4 separate regions of the Sus scrofa genome follow, and regions 1, 2 and 4 are each linked to region 3. A link is a contact called in public Hi-C and HiChIP or PLAC-seq data. All regions are on one chromosome and are shown on one strand. Each heading gives the region's core, a stretch centred on a gene start, on an enhancer-like site or on the middle of the called end of the contact. The rest is flanking DNA. Distances are from core to core; before and after follow the strand shown. Region 1 holds the start of ING2 (inhibitor of growth protein 2). Region 2 holds the start of STOX2 (storkhead-box protein 2). Region 3 holds the start of RWDD4 (RWD domain-containing protein 4). Region 4 holds the start of CDKN2AIP (CDKN2A-interacting protein).

Region 1 (3,397 bases), core at 630-3,129, 72 kb before region 3:
ACCATAACGGGAACTCCGAGAATTAGGGACTTTTAAATACTGTATTTAGCAGGGTACAGGAACCCAATTTGAAAAGGCCCCAAGTTTCCAGCTAAGTAATTACTGAGAAGAAAAGGACATGATAAATAACCAAGGTCAAGGGTTGAGTTTGGGGAGGTTGGTGATTTTTTTTTTTTTTTAATTCTCTCCACCCAGTCTGCTTTCAAAAGTATGGCAGGAATAAGCCTTTGATTCGTTTTTGTAAATTAATATAGCAAGAAAAGCACTTGTCTGAAATAATTCACACCCACATATATATGACCAGATAAGAGTGTCCTTAGGTTTAGAAAAACACAAGCTCAAAAATCATTATCTGGATTTTTTTTTTTTTTTTGCTTCCTTTCAGCTTGTTCAATAGGATTATGAAAGGTGAAAATAATGCTCTAAAAGTTTTACATTTGCATATTCATCCTCCCTTCATCTCATGCTCTTCTGTTCTTGGAGGGAGTGCTCTAGGTATTCAGAATCACTGCCTTTTCTCACTTCTACTTTCTAACCATGTGTCATATCTGCCTGCAGATCACTATTTAGGCTGAATAAAATCATAGGTGCATTCTATGTCTAATCAGAATCAATAAATAATAAGACATTGTGCATTATTTGGGGCCTTCAAAAAAACCCTAACCGATTTAAATCTATGTGTAAACAAAACTAGTAAGGTTCAGGCAAAAAGTGATAAAATTCAATTTTTCACAGTGACTGTTTTTTGACAAGATCTGGCTGCTTAACCTAAGAGATTTAAAGGAGGACAACAATAAGAAACCTAGATGATTCTCTGAAATACAATACTACACTGCCTGGGTTGAAGTGGTCAAAACCTCAAAGTGTCACAGGAAAATAGCACATGACAATCTTCGAGTCCTGTGTAATATTACTTTGTTCCCAAGACTCAAATTTCCAAGAATGCTTTGTTTCGGCTTTAAAATTTAAAATATCCTGTACCTCAAGGTCTAGATTTCTCTTTGCATGTCAATGGTAACCATACTATTAACAGCTATTTCAAAAGTACTCTAAATAGGTCACCATGCAAGTGCACCACCGCGGCGAACCAAATGGATATAAGGAGAAATCCAAATTTATCACCCACTCACGTTTTCTTTTTAACTCAAATGTGCTACTCACAATAGTGTTTGTTTACTTTGGCACGCCATTAAAATTCTCTTTGTATTAGTTCTCTTTACACCCGTTTCTTCCAAAAACACACGTCATTATACAAACTGAGTCCATCTGAAATTAAAATTAGCTCCTCTGCCTGGCATTTCAGTTTACAAAAGACAGAAATTAAACCCTGTCGACCGATCACCTAGATGAGGACGTGAACCTGATTCCTAATTAGGTTTTTCCTCGCGTCTTCACCACCCCTTGTCCTCGGGCCCCCCAGTGTTTTTCTGTCTTAGAGGAGAAAGATGTTAAGGTGGTGGTGAACCTCAAGCCGCCAGGAAGCCCTAGCCGACGTTTAATGCTTAAACGTTCTGATCCCCCGGGGGGAAACTTTTTTCTTTTTCTTTTTTTAAGGTTACCCGTTGGACAGTTTTCAGGGCAGTCAGCCCACACTAAACTCGATCTCCCAAGAGCGGGAGGGTGGACAAAACCTGCACGGTCGTGGGACGGCGCGGGGGGGCCCCGCGTCTGAGGAAGGGTGGGACCTCGTTGAAGCCAGGAGATTCAAAACACGGATCGACTAAGGGAGAAAGAAACCTCAGGGGGCTGTGGGGGCACCGCCTACCTCCGCGATCAGCCCCGGATGCTCCGGGAGCCTACAGGCCGCGGCGGGAGGAGGACCGAGCCCGAGGGCGGTGCCGAGCGGGCGGGCACACAGCCGCCGCGCATGCTCGGAGCCGCGCCCGCTGCAAGCCGCCGCGTCGACCCGCAAGGCCTCCCTCCAGGGTCGCGGCGGAGAGCCACCGCCCGCTGCTCCTTTTAAGGCTTGCGAGGGGCCGCGCTTGATCCACCTGATGGGGGAAAAGTCGGTAACACCGGGCTGGGGGAGCTGGTCCAAGCTTCCCCCTCCCTGTGGGAAGGACGAAAGGGAGGACTCAGCCGTCAGCCCCCGCAAGTCCCATTCAGACCTTGAGCAAAGAGGTGGACTTGACAGTGCTTCCCCTTTAAGAGGGGGCGGTGCGCAGCCTGCCGTTTGGCTGCCCTTCGCACCCTCCCCCCGCCCCGGGCCGAGAGTTTACAGACCAATCACCCGGGTGGCGGAGGGAAGGCGGGAGAATGCGAACCTTTCGGTAGGGCGGTAGGGGCGGGCCCCCGGCCTTATTAGGAGGGAGGCCTGCGCAGGCGCAGACGCGTCCGCAGCCGGAGGGGCGGGGGCAATCCAGTGAGAGACTCTCCGACAGGCACCGAGGGTGATTGGGAGGAAAGGGGCAGCGAAAGGCTTGTCATGGGGTTCCGAGCTGCGAAGCGGCATCGGTAGCATCTGGGGATTTTGAGGGGGACAGGAAGTGTCAACGCCCGGGACCCCGGCGCCAGCTCCGCTGGGGGGATCCCCGCTGCTCTAGTCCTGGGGAGGGAGGGGAAAAAGGAGGGAGCCCAGATCTCGCCCCGCCCCTGGGCTTGTTACCGCGGGGGCGGGGAGTGAGGGCTTCTTTTTGGGGGGAGTGGAGATCGGGGGACTCGGCTGTGCCCTCCTGAGCGGCTGCGGGTGTCCCCGCGGCGCCGGGCTGCGGAGCAGAGGAGCCGCGGCGGCCGTGGCTGTTGCATGAGTGGCTGCTGGATGCGGAGGCGGCGGCGGCGGCGGCGGCGAGGAGCAGCAGCGGCGGCAGGATGTTAGGGCAGCAGCAGCAGCAACTCTACTCGTCGGCCGCACTCCTGACCGGGGAGCGGAGCCGGCTTCTCACCTGCTACGTGCAGGACTACCTCGAGTGTGTGGAGTCGCTGCCCCACGACATGCAGAGGAACGTGTCCGTGCTGCGAGAGTTGGACAACAAATATCAAGGTAGGGGCCGCGGGACTGCCTGTGCGGGTCCTCCCCCAACTCATCCGCTGGCCGCCGGGCACGGTCCCTCGGAGCCTGCCTGGGGAAGTGCCGCTTTCCATTTCTCCTGTGACAGTCTCCCCGAGTGTACAGAGGGGTCTGGTGTGTGGGACGGGAGAACGGGACTGGAGACGGGGTTCGCGGCCCTCCCTTCCCCCTGCGGTCGGCGAGGACTTCTCTTGGAGTCTCAAGGGTGGAGGTGGGGGCGGCTCGACAGCCCCCGCTGCAGACCCGGAGGCTGCAGCTGGTGTGGAGGGGAATCAGCCATTTTAAGCAGCAAGCATTTGTTCCGGCGCTCCCCTGCCCGGTGCCGCAGACCCTCCTGCCCCGGCCGGGGAGTGTACGGCCAGGCGGGGCTGTGGGGAGTGAGCGGCCGGC
Region 2 (3,233 bases), core at 404-2,903, 94 kb after region 3:
AAGAGTTTTAAATAGTCTCAAAATGTGTATATATTTTGTACACTTATATATACACTGTGTGTTGTATGGTGTGTGAAGGAGAGAAATAAATGAGCAAACCAAATGTAGGAAAATGCTAACACTTGGGGAATCTGGGTGAAGATACTTGAGTATTCTTTGTACTATTCTTGCAACTTTTCTCTAAGTCTGAAATCATGTCAAAAATTAAAAATTGCAAATTAAAAAAATTGTCACAAATATAACATCTTTTCCTTCCATTTTTCCAGTCATCTCCATTTCCTCTCTTCCAAGACCCAGGCATTCTCAAGGAGGGTGAAGAATGTGGCAGCAGTGGTGCAAATTGAGGCTTGGTGCTAAAGCACTAACAGCCAGGCAAGAAACTATCAGGTCTCACCACCCTGTGGGCACCTGGGAAATTCTGAGGGCAGGATGTATCATCATGGCTGCCTTCCTCATGCCAAACCCAGTCCCCTCCCTGGTAGTCTAGTGATTAGGATTCAGTGCTCTCTCAAACCTAGTCCTTGGCTTTCTGAGGCCTGAGGAGCCCCTGGCTTCTGTGTCAAGTGTGACACACATTCTCATGCTGACTGCAACTCTTATTATCTGAGAGGACTTTACAACCATTTCCTTGCACCATGCTTTCTGCAGTCCAGAGGTGTGGGCTGAGTGGGGCCTTATCCCATTTTGCAGATGGGAGAAACTGGGATTCGGCCACGTGCCCAAGGTCATCCTCAGTAAGATTAAAACCCAGGTCCTCAGACTTGGTTTTAGTAACTTTTTCATGATAATAGAATTCAGGATACCACAGCAAACACCACAGCGATCCCTCCCGCCACACAAGCTCAAGCTGGACAACGTTTATACTAGTTCAAGCATTTTCAAAGTGTGGTCAGGACCATCAGCAGCAGCAGCAGCTGGGAATTTGTTAGAAAGAAAAAATATTAGGGTCCATAGCAGACCTATTGAATCAGAAGAAGTGAGACCCACATCTAGGTACCCATATTTTGACAATGCTGCAGGTGACTCTGAATCTTCAGTTTGAGAAGCTGCTTCAGGCAAATGTAGTATGAAGCATTAGGGGTTAATTGGGGGTCTAGATATACAATTAGTCTTTCTCAATGAGAAAAAAGCAAACCAGAGTTTGTACAGAAAGAAGCTTAATGAAGTGGGGTTTGTTTTTGCTATTATTATTATTATTAAGAAGCATAACCATTACCTTTCCTGGTAAATTTCCGTATCCTCTTCTTAAACTGGTCGTTGGGTAGGTAACACTAGGAATTACTGGGTTTCTTCTCCAGCAGGCCCACAGTACATGATGGAGCCAAAGGAAGAGAGTTCCACAAGAGTTTGGGAGGAGGGACTGATGACAATTTTTCGTGCTTGACTAAGTTTTTTAAAAAGCCACTTCCAAGGGCACATTAACCAGTCAGCGAAGCCACTTGTTCCAGCAGGAGGTGGGAGGTGGGGGCGGGGTGGAGCGTGGGGAGGAGCGACACTCACAGGTCGGGAATCGGTGCCTTCCAAGTGTCGCCCAGCGTCCCCGGCCCCGCCACCTAAACGCACACCTCCGGCCATCCCTACCCCCTCTGCCACTTCCCGCTGCGGACTCTTGGGGATTCCTCCGGCCGAGTCCAGCAGGAGGGTTCCCGAGATCAGCGTGAACTGCCCGCCTCCTCCCGCGTCCCCGCCCCCCGCCGGGGCCGCCGGGCGCCGAGGGAGGCGAGGGTGCCACGGCTGGAAAATGAGCGGTGCCCGGAGGGTGGCCCATAGCTGCAGGTAACGCGCGCCAGCCCTCGGTCTGAGCGGGCCCCGCACACCCTCCCTCCCCGCGAGGCTGCGCCACAGGGCGCGGGGTCGGGGGGGTGGCAGGACGGGGTGGGGGGAGCCATTTACGCTCCCCCCTTGTCGCGCAGCCCTGTTAGCGCGGCTGTTTTCCGGAGCGGCGGGAGGCTACGGCTGCGGTGAGCGGGGTTGCTCGGCGGGCGCCCGATGCCTCGGAAGATGGAGAAGTTTCTGCAGATCGCGCCTCACTCTCTGGCCATCGTCCTGGGCCCGGCCGAGGGGCCGGCGGGGGAGAGGTCGGAGGCCCCCCCGCCCGCAGCCCCGGCCCAGCCCCGGCAGCTAGCCCGGCACCACATCGGCTACGAGATCTTCGCGACTTCAAAGCCGAGAACATGCAGCACTTCTGGAACAAGAAGGTCACGGCCGCAGTGGCCGAGACTTTCTTCCTGGGCTGGATCGACGAGCAGGTCCTCCTGATCCAGGGCAAGGAGGAGCATCTGGAGGCGCTGCGCGAGGGCTGGTCACGCCGGGCGCTGCGGCCGCCCTCGGGCTTCCACATCCGCTACCTCGGTGAGTCCGGCCGCGCCCGCCCCGTCCCGTCCCGTCGCGTCTGCCGCGGGAGCCTCCCCGCCCCGCCCGAGCCGGCGCGCAGGCTCGCTCCCCCGGGCGCCCGCGCCTCCCTCCACCCTCGCGCCGCGCCGGGGGAGGGGCCGGGGTCTGGGCGAGCGCGGGATTGGGGAGCTTCCTGGCAACTACACCTTGGCTTGTGTCTTTGCGAGCACGCCGCCCCCGGCCGGCCTGCGACAGCCTCTCTGTTGCACCGGCGGGGCGGTGCCTGGGGCCGGCCAGGTGGGCGGCGGCGCGGAAGGCTCGGCGGGTCAGCGGTGGCTCGGGGTCTGCGGGTCTCATCTGCTGCGCGCGGCTCCGTTCGGGGGCGCGTGTGCGGACGCGGGAGAAGTGGAGAAAGAGCGCTCGGGCGGCTTCAGGTAGCGGCGGGCTTGGCCGCGGGTGGAGGCGGCGGGCAGTCCAGGTGCGCGTTCTTTTCCGGGCCGGCGACCCAGCCCCTCCGCGCCAGCTCGGGCCACGCGTTCCCCCTCCTCCGAAGTTGGTTGACTTTTAAGCCGCCGGCATTTCCGTGCTAGAGCTGTAGGTTTAAAAGTCTTGCCTTCACTGCATCTTCCTTCAAGTCATTTTGTGAGTTGGAAGGAAGGGAGGGACAAGAGGCAAACAGAAGCAAGTGTGATTCTTAACCAGAAAAGAAAGCAGTGTTGGGGAAGAGATCCTGAAAGGAGATAGTCGCTGCCGACCTTCCAGTGTTGTCTCGACCTGCTTTTTTTTTTTAATTTTTTTTAATTGCATTGCTTTGTATGTATTTTTCTTAATCCAGTGTGCCTTTCTTTTAGACCATACTTTTTAGTTTTGTGCTTTGGCTCGGTGGCTCAAAGCGTATG
Region 3 (3,274 bases), core at 71-2,570:
TCATACAGGAATTTTGACCCAGCAAATCTCAGGTAGAGTGTAGGTGTCTGTTTTTCCAACCATCATCAAGTGGTTCTAGGCAGTGGTCCATGGGCCAAACTTGGAGAAACATTACACTATATGCTCCCAGCTTCACAGTAAGAACTGCCCACGCCTTAGCTTCGAAACTCACCAAGCAAGAATGGTCTAGAAGGATTCAGATACCACAGCTTGTCAGGCTTCTTTAAAGGCAACTTCTGATCCAGAGATTCCAGGACATCTATCATGTCAAAGAGCTTTCAAGTTGTATATTCTAAATGCAGAGTGAACTACTTTGACTCTAGTCCTGATTCTTCCGCAAACTCACTCTGGTGCCTTGGGGCAATCACTTTATAGACCCTTCTCATCTACACACCTTATAAATTTAGAAGGTTCCCCTAGAGATGACCCCTTCAACTCGAATGTATGATTTAATGTCAAAGGGCATTTCAAAGAAAATACCTAAGTGTAAATAAACCACACAATTCCAGTATCACATGTAAGCTCAAAATAGACTTTGTATCCACTAGACAACCACCAGGTGGTTAAATTAAACGATTCCACCAAACAATATGGCCAGAAGACACTGGTGTCATCATTTTCCTGCACCAGAAACCTAACTCATTCAACTTTCTCTACCAGCCAACAGATTTTAAATTTTAAAGGTCATTAGATTCCAAAGATCCTAACTCAGAAAACACGCGCTAAACAACACGCGGGATTTAAGGCCAGCCAAGTGTACGGGATCGCGGACCAAGTACACTCGTCCTTGTTAGCAGGAGACCTGGGGGTACCAGGGTTTGCCAAGCAGAAAACTGCCGGGGGAGGAAAGACAGAGGCGACTCCTTAGCCATGAGGCGAGCCAGGCCTCTCCTCGCAGGACACCGGTAAACTTGAGGCACCCCAGCCAGACCCTCACTCCAGGGGCGAGGACAAGTGCCAGGCTGGGGCGCGGGGATCAGCCGGGGAACCGCGCTTGCGCGGGAAAGGGGCTTCCAGCCCGGGACTCACCTCCTGGTCTTCGTTGGCACTCATCGCACCGGTCACGGGGTGCCTCCCGGGCGGACTGAGTTCGCGACAACGAAGGGAAAGCGAGTGCAGCGGCCCCGAGGATGCAGCGTCCCCACTTCTACGCCCTCGGCTGCGGAGGCACACCCTTCACATTGAGTACGAGAGTCACGCGCGCCCTCGGCCCCTGAGCAACGCAAAGCAGTCTTCTGGGGGCTGTGGGAGGGGACCCGACAGCCTAGGCAGCTGGGGCGCCGGAGCGTGGGAGGAGGGGCTCCGAGCGGTAACGACAGAGGCCCCGCCTCCTCCTTATGGCTTTTCCTATTGGCTGGTTCTCTCCCCGCCCTCAACTCCTGCTCCTATAAAATATGAAGCGTCTTCTTACGCTTTGCGGAAAAGCGTAAAGTTCCGGGATGGCGATTGGTGTAGCGCACTGTCACTCAGGCTCAGAAAGTGCTTCCTGTGCCTGCGCAGGTGGGCCCTGGGACGTCTGAGGTGCTGGCTCTGGCTCTGGGGCGGTGGCGGTCTCAAGGTTTCTGGCGTCCTCTGACATCCTTGCCTTTTCCCCTTACTCCTCACCCGGCTGGCGGCGGCCCACCACTGCTGCAGCGGGCCCGGGCGTGCGGCCTGGGTGAGTCCGGGTCGGGAGATCAGCAGGGCCGGGCGAGACCGCCGAGGGAGGGAGCTAGAGTTTAACAGTGCTGGTTTGGGGGGCCTGCGAGTTCTTACAGCGTCTACGAGTGCATTTCTTTTTTAGTTTTTGAAGAAAAGATGCACCTGTTTCTGGGGCCTCCTGGGTTAAGGGGGAGGAAAGGAAAGGAGAAAGCGTCTGTCTTAAGGGCTGCAGCATTTCCTTTCCGCCTTTGCTCATTGGAACTACCTGGGCGGGGTTCTGCGACCCTGGGGACGGCATCGTTTCCTAAGTCAGACTGTTGCTTCACATCCTCAACATCAGCTTTTGTTTTACCATCCCTGCCCCAAACTGTCGTTCCTCTTTTAATCGTTTTATAGTCGGACTTCTTTGGATTCCCATCCTTATTGGCCTTGTGTCCTGCACTCTGAACCTCCGTTAATTAAAAAATAGTTAATGCATTTTTTTAACCTGCCACTTTGATTAGGTCACTTTTCTTTGCAATCTGTTATTCTTTCTATGAATGTTTCTTATTATTTTATGACCACGCCAGCTTCCGGGCGACTTCCTTCGCATTGCAAGATGTCCCATCCAGAGTGTTCACTTACTACTTGCGCACCTTCTTCCATGTCTTGGTTGCTTCACTGGTTTCTTCTAGGAGATCTGGAAATTTCTCCCATAGGCTGTCATCGAGATCCATACAGTTTTTGCACTCATCCTTTGCTGATAGTCTTCCCATTTTTTTGGCTGAAGAATTGGCGCAGCCACTTCAAATGACAAAGCTTTCTAAGGTAGAATGTGGCAAAAATCTCCGGTAAAATTTTCGTATGGCAAATTTGTACAGGTGCTGTATTTTAAAGCTTCACTATCCGGTGTAGTAGCCAGAAGCAGTATGTAGCTATTGAGCATTTGGAATAGGCTAGCCTGAAATGAGATGTGCTCTGAGTGTACACACCAGATTTCGAAGGCTTAGCATAAAAGAGGTAAAACATATTGCTATTAACTTTTATAGTAATGTTGAATTGATAATGTTTTTGGACATGTCGGTTAAGTAGAATATTATTAAAATTAATTTCTCCTGTTTCTCTTTAATATGACTGCTAGAAAGTTTAAAATTATGTGGTTTATATTACATTTCTCTTGGGCAAAATTGTGATTTTTAAATGCTTAAAAGTCATATCTGTTTCCCCTTATTTCCACTCCACGTTCAAAGACCATAGCTAATTCTCTTGAGCCCCTGAGATTATTAAAGGAAAGGGGCCTTTGGGACCCTGTCTAGACTCTCTGGTACCCAAATTGTGTTTTAACTATCTTTTTTATTTTCACTTCCCAAATTACCTCAAACTAGAATATTTCTTTTTCTGAACATGCAGTCCTTAGCCCTCAAAGCTTAATTCTGTCCTCAAAATATCTGTTTAAATAATTCTTAAACTTCTAACTACTGTGGACATTTGTTGTCCTGGTAAGCTTTCCAAACCTTTTATCTAATACTCATTCTCCCTTCAGTACTTAAATATGGAAAAGCCTATTAGCCTTTCCTAAATTAACTTTTCAGTTAAAAATACTGTTTTGGTGATCAGCTGGTGGCAGAAGTGCTTCTCACTTTTCACAGAAACT
Region 4 (3,312 bases), core at 768-3,267, 100 kb before region 3:
CCATCCCCTTCAGTATATCCCATGGGGAAGCCATCTTCCAGAAATTTCATTAGATTTCTTCAGACACAATGTAGCAGTTTTGTCTTGTTTTGTTTCTTTTTAGGACCACACCTGCCCACCTGCAGCATATGGAACCAGGCTAGGGGTTGAATCAAAGCTGCAGCTGCTGGCCTACACCACAGCAACGCCAGATCCAGGCACATCTGCACCCTACACTGAGGCTTGTGGCAATGCTGGATCATTAACCCACTGAGAGAGGCCAGGGGTCAAACCCACATCCTGACAAGTATAGATATGACTAGGCGCACACACACACATCTTCTTTACCCATTCATGAACATTTAGTTTGCTTTCATGTCTTGGCTATTGTAAATACTGCTGCAATGAACATTGGGGTCAATGTACCTTTTCAAATTATGGTTTTCTCCTGATACATGCCCAGGAGTGGGATTGCAGGATCATATGGTAGCCCTAGTTGGTTTTTATGGGGGGCGGGGGGCATGCTCTCAGCATGCAGAAGTTCCTGGCCCAGGGTCTGAACCCACACCATAGCCTCAACCCAAGCCATAGCAGTGACAGCACCAAATCCTTAACCTGCTATGCCACAAGGGAACTACTTCATTTTTGTTTTTTAAGGAATCTCCATACTGTTATCCATAGTGACTGCACCAGCTTACATTCCCACCAACAGCGTGGCAGGGTTCCTTTTTCTCCATACCCTCGCCAGCATTACTATTTGTAGATTTTTGGATAATGGCCATTCTGACCAGTGTGAGCTGATACCTGATTGTAGTTTTGATTTGCACTTCTCTCATTTCTCCTCTAAAGGCAACCCAAGCTGGCTCAGGGCACTAATGGGCTGTCTACTTCTAATGGTCCAGAGAGAGTCAACACTTCCCTACTCCTAATCGAAGCCACACCGCCCCACATTGATTTTCGAAAGTTCCCTTCTTTTTCTCTGAATCCTTACTCCCTCCAGTTCATTAAGTCTTTGTATGGTGAGAGGGCTTAAAAAAATTTTTTAGTCCAATATATAGTACTCTTCTTAACTTTGTGGTCCATGGTCTATGCCTTGAATCTTCATGTGCAAATTCAAACTTTTAAGGAAAAACAAAAACAAACAAAAAAACCAAAACATGTATCTTTTTGTCAAGTACCTGGCTTTTGCAAACGAGAAATAACTCCAGCTTTCTGACCATATTGCTTTTATTATAACTTTAACAATGGATTTTGAAATCCAGGCTCTATTTGCTCTCCCTGCAAGGCAATGAAGCCCCTGGGTGGAAGGCTACAAGACGAAAAGAAAAAAGTGAGAAAATTCTTGGTTTAAAATGTGCAAATATCATCCAGGTATGTAAGCACAGATTCTTTTACTTGCTCTTTCCCCCATGCCAAAGAATACATGAAAGGAAAACACCATGAAATTTCTCTAGTCTTTTAAATTGCCAGATTCCCACATATTTTCACCCCTCTAAAGCTTTAGGGAAATAGGAAAGAAGAGCAAAACTAGAAGCAAAATCCCAAGCTTCAACAGTTCTCTGTGCCTATGCCTTTTATGTCATTTCATTTGGCATGGCAGGAAAAGTGGGCACTATTGATTTCATTTACTAGCTGAATTTTGCTTATTCCAGTATGCATATAAATTACATGGCTTTTTCTTTCTTTTTGCTTGTTTGATTATTGTTTTTTGTTTGTTTGGTTGGTTTTTGTTTTTGTCTTTTTAGGGCGGCACCCAGGGCATATGTAAATTCCCAAGCTAGAGGTCTAATCAGAGCTACGGCTGCCAGCCACAGCCACGCCAGATCTGAGCCGTGTCTGCGACCTACACCAGTTCATGACAACTCCGAAAACTTAACCCACTCAGGGAGACCAGGGAGGGAACCCGCAACCTCATGGTTCCCAGTCGGATTCGTTAACCACTGAGCCATGACGGTAACTCCTATTCTAATTATTTTAAATTCAAAATCAACAAATATTTAGTGAAAGCAAATTTTATTATTTCGTAATTTATCATTATGTTATCACTTATCTTTTTATTAAATTTTATTAACCATAAAATACCCAAATGCCTAATATTATTGGAAATAATATTGGAAACAACAGGCAAGCCGGCAGTAATGATTTAAGTGTGGACACTCAAATATTTAAAAAATGCAAAAAAAAAAAAAAAAGAAAAAAGAAAGCTTTAAGAGGGGAAGATTTGAGGCGAAGAGACAAACGCACTTTCCCAAGTCGCCTCCTGACCATCGACCAGCGGGGCTACTGTTTGTTAATCTAAGGAGACACGACAGAGACTGCAGGTCCTTGGCGCAGCGTTTAAGTTACTGACTAAAACCCACCAGAGGGGAAGACGTACTGCCCGTGCTGAACTGCGTAAACCAAACCCAAGTCTGTAGGGCCAGGACTAGTTTTCAAAGACTGGGCTCCACAAGGCAACCCCGAACAGGATTAAATATTACCTTATTACCTTTATTATTAGTACAATTTAAGTTAATATGCGCCCGCACATTCCTGAATGCCCCGCGACCCGGACTGCCTCGGAAGGCCTCGCTTGTCTACACTTGTCTACAGAGCTGGAAGCCGTTTTCTGCATAATGGAAATTTGGAGCGAGTTTTGTTTACTCTGGCCCGCTCAAAATCGGCGTCTTACTGCCGAGACGCCCAGACCTCGCGTCCGGGCGGCGGCTAAAGTCCGGGAGGACGCGCCCCGCACGCGATAACTCGGCCCTCCCGGCGCGGGAGGGAGGCGGCCAGAGGGCGCGGCGTCACAAAGCCGACCGGAAACGAGGAGTCTTGGAGTCCAGACCGAGGGGGTCCCGGGCGACTCCACTGGCCGCGCGCCCTAGCGGGGCGGGAGGCGCACGCCCACCTCCCCTCGCCCCGCCTCCACTCCCCTCCCCTCCCCTGCGGCCGGGGCTGCAGCGCCGCGGCTGCTCGCGCGCCGCAAAGCGTCCTGGGAGAGCCGGATCACGCCGGAAGGACGCTTGGGCGCTCGGCGGCGGCGAGGTTATAAAAGGGAAGGAGCCGGCGGCGGGCGGAAGTGGGCGGTTCAGCTGCTCTCGGCTCTGTTGTTTGGTGTTTGGGCCTTCCGAGGGGCGTTCTCTGGATAGCCGCCGGTGCAGGCCTCAGTGACAGGGCCGCTCGCCCGCGCTCCCCGCCACCTTCTCGGTGCAGCATCCGCTCCTGGCCTCCGCGACCCTCAGGCCCAACATGGCGCAGGAGGTGTCGGAGTACCTGAGCCAGAACCCGCGGGTAGCCGCCTGGGTGGAGGCGCTGCGTTGCGACGGCGAGACCGACAAACACTGGCGCCAC

The links. A called contact is a pair of places that touch in the nucleus more often than the background predicts. HiChIP or PLAC-seq counts read pairs in DNA pulled down with a chosen protein or histone mark.
Region 1: a contact with region 3 is called in a Hi-C map of skeletal muscle, with 3 times the contacts expected there. The contact joins the promoter of ING2 here to the promoter of RWDD4 in region 3. A contact is called at or near these places in 1 of 5 promoter capture datasets (liver), 14 of 47 Hi-C or Micro-C datasets (alveolar macrophages, blood, embryonic fibroblasts and 9 more) and 2 of 2 datasets of contacts at active chromatin or transcription factors (alveolar macrophages and skeletal muscle).
Region 2: a Hi-C map of heart right ventricle shows a contact between it and region 3, with 2.2 times the contacts expected there. The contact joins the promoter of STOX2 here to the promoter of RWDD4 in region 3. A contact is called at or near these places in 4 of 47 Hi-C or Micro-C datasets (embryonic fibroblasts, epiblast stem cells, fetal heart ventricle and 1 more).
Region 4: a contact with region 3 is called in an H3K27ac HiChIP or PLAC-seq map of skeletal muscle. The contact joins the promoter of CDKN2AIP here to the promoter of RWDD4 in region 3. A contact is called at or near these places in 2 of 5 promoter capture datasets (fetal liver and liver), 12 of 47 Hi-C or Micro-C datasets (alveolar macrophages, embryonic fibroblasts, epiblast stem cells and 6 more) and 2 of 2 datasets of contacts at active chromatin or transcription factors (alveolar macrophages and skeletal muscle).

The regions. Positions count from the first base shown.
Region 1 is chr15:44,915,716-44,919,112 of Sscrofa11.1, forward strand. ING2 (inhibitor of growth protein 2) reads left to right here and starts at 1,880. Exons shown (of 2, transcript XM_003133342.5): 1 at 1,880-2,980. The coding sequence starts at 2,809. It overlaps LOC100621235 (a long non-coding RNA gene), which reads right to left and starts at 1,851. Exons shown (of 5, transcript XR_001301384.2): 1 at 1,766-1,851.
Region 2 is chr15:45,082,150-45,085,382 of Sscrofa11.1, forward strand. STOX2 (storkhead-box protein 2) reads left to right here and starts at 1,654. Exons shown (of 5, transcript XM_021075612.1): 1 at 1,654-1,776; 2 at 1,914-2,352. The coding sequence starts at 2,175. It overlaps LOC110256910, which reads right to left and starts at 2,176. Exons shown (of 3, transcript XM_021074728.1): 1 at 2,027-2,176; 2 at 1,217-1,950. The coding sequence starts at 2,176. The coding sequence ends at 1,279.
Region 3 is chr15:44,988,220-44,991,493 of Sscrofa11.1, forward strand. RWDD4 (RWD domain-containing protein 4) reads right to left here and starts at 1,321. Exons shown (of 8, transcript XM_013984029.2): 1 at 1,030-1,321. The coding sequence starts at 1,053. It overlaps TRAPPC11 (trafficking protein particle complex subunit 11), which reads left to right and starts at 1,417. Exons shown (of 30, transcript XM_003133337.5): 1 at 1,417-1,657.
Region 4 is chr15:44,883,586-44,886,897 of Sscrofa11.1, forward strand. It overlaps CDKN2AIP (CDKN2A-interacting protein), which reads left to right and starts at 2,018. Exons shown (of 3, transcript XM_021074832.1): 1 at 2,018-3,312. The coding sequence starts at 3,211.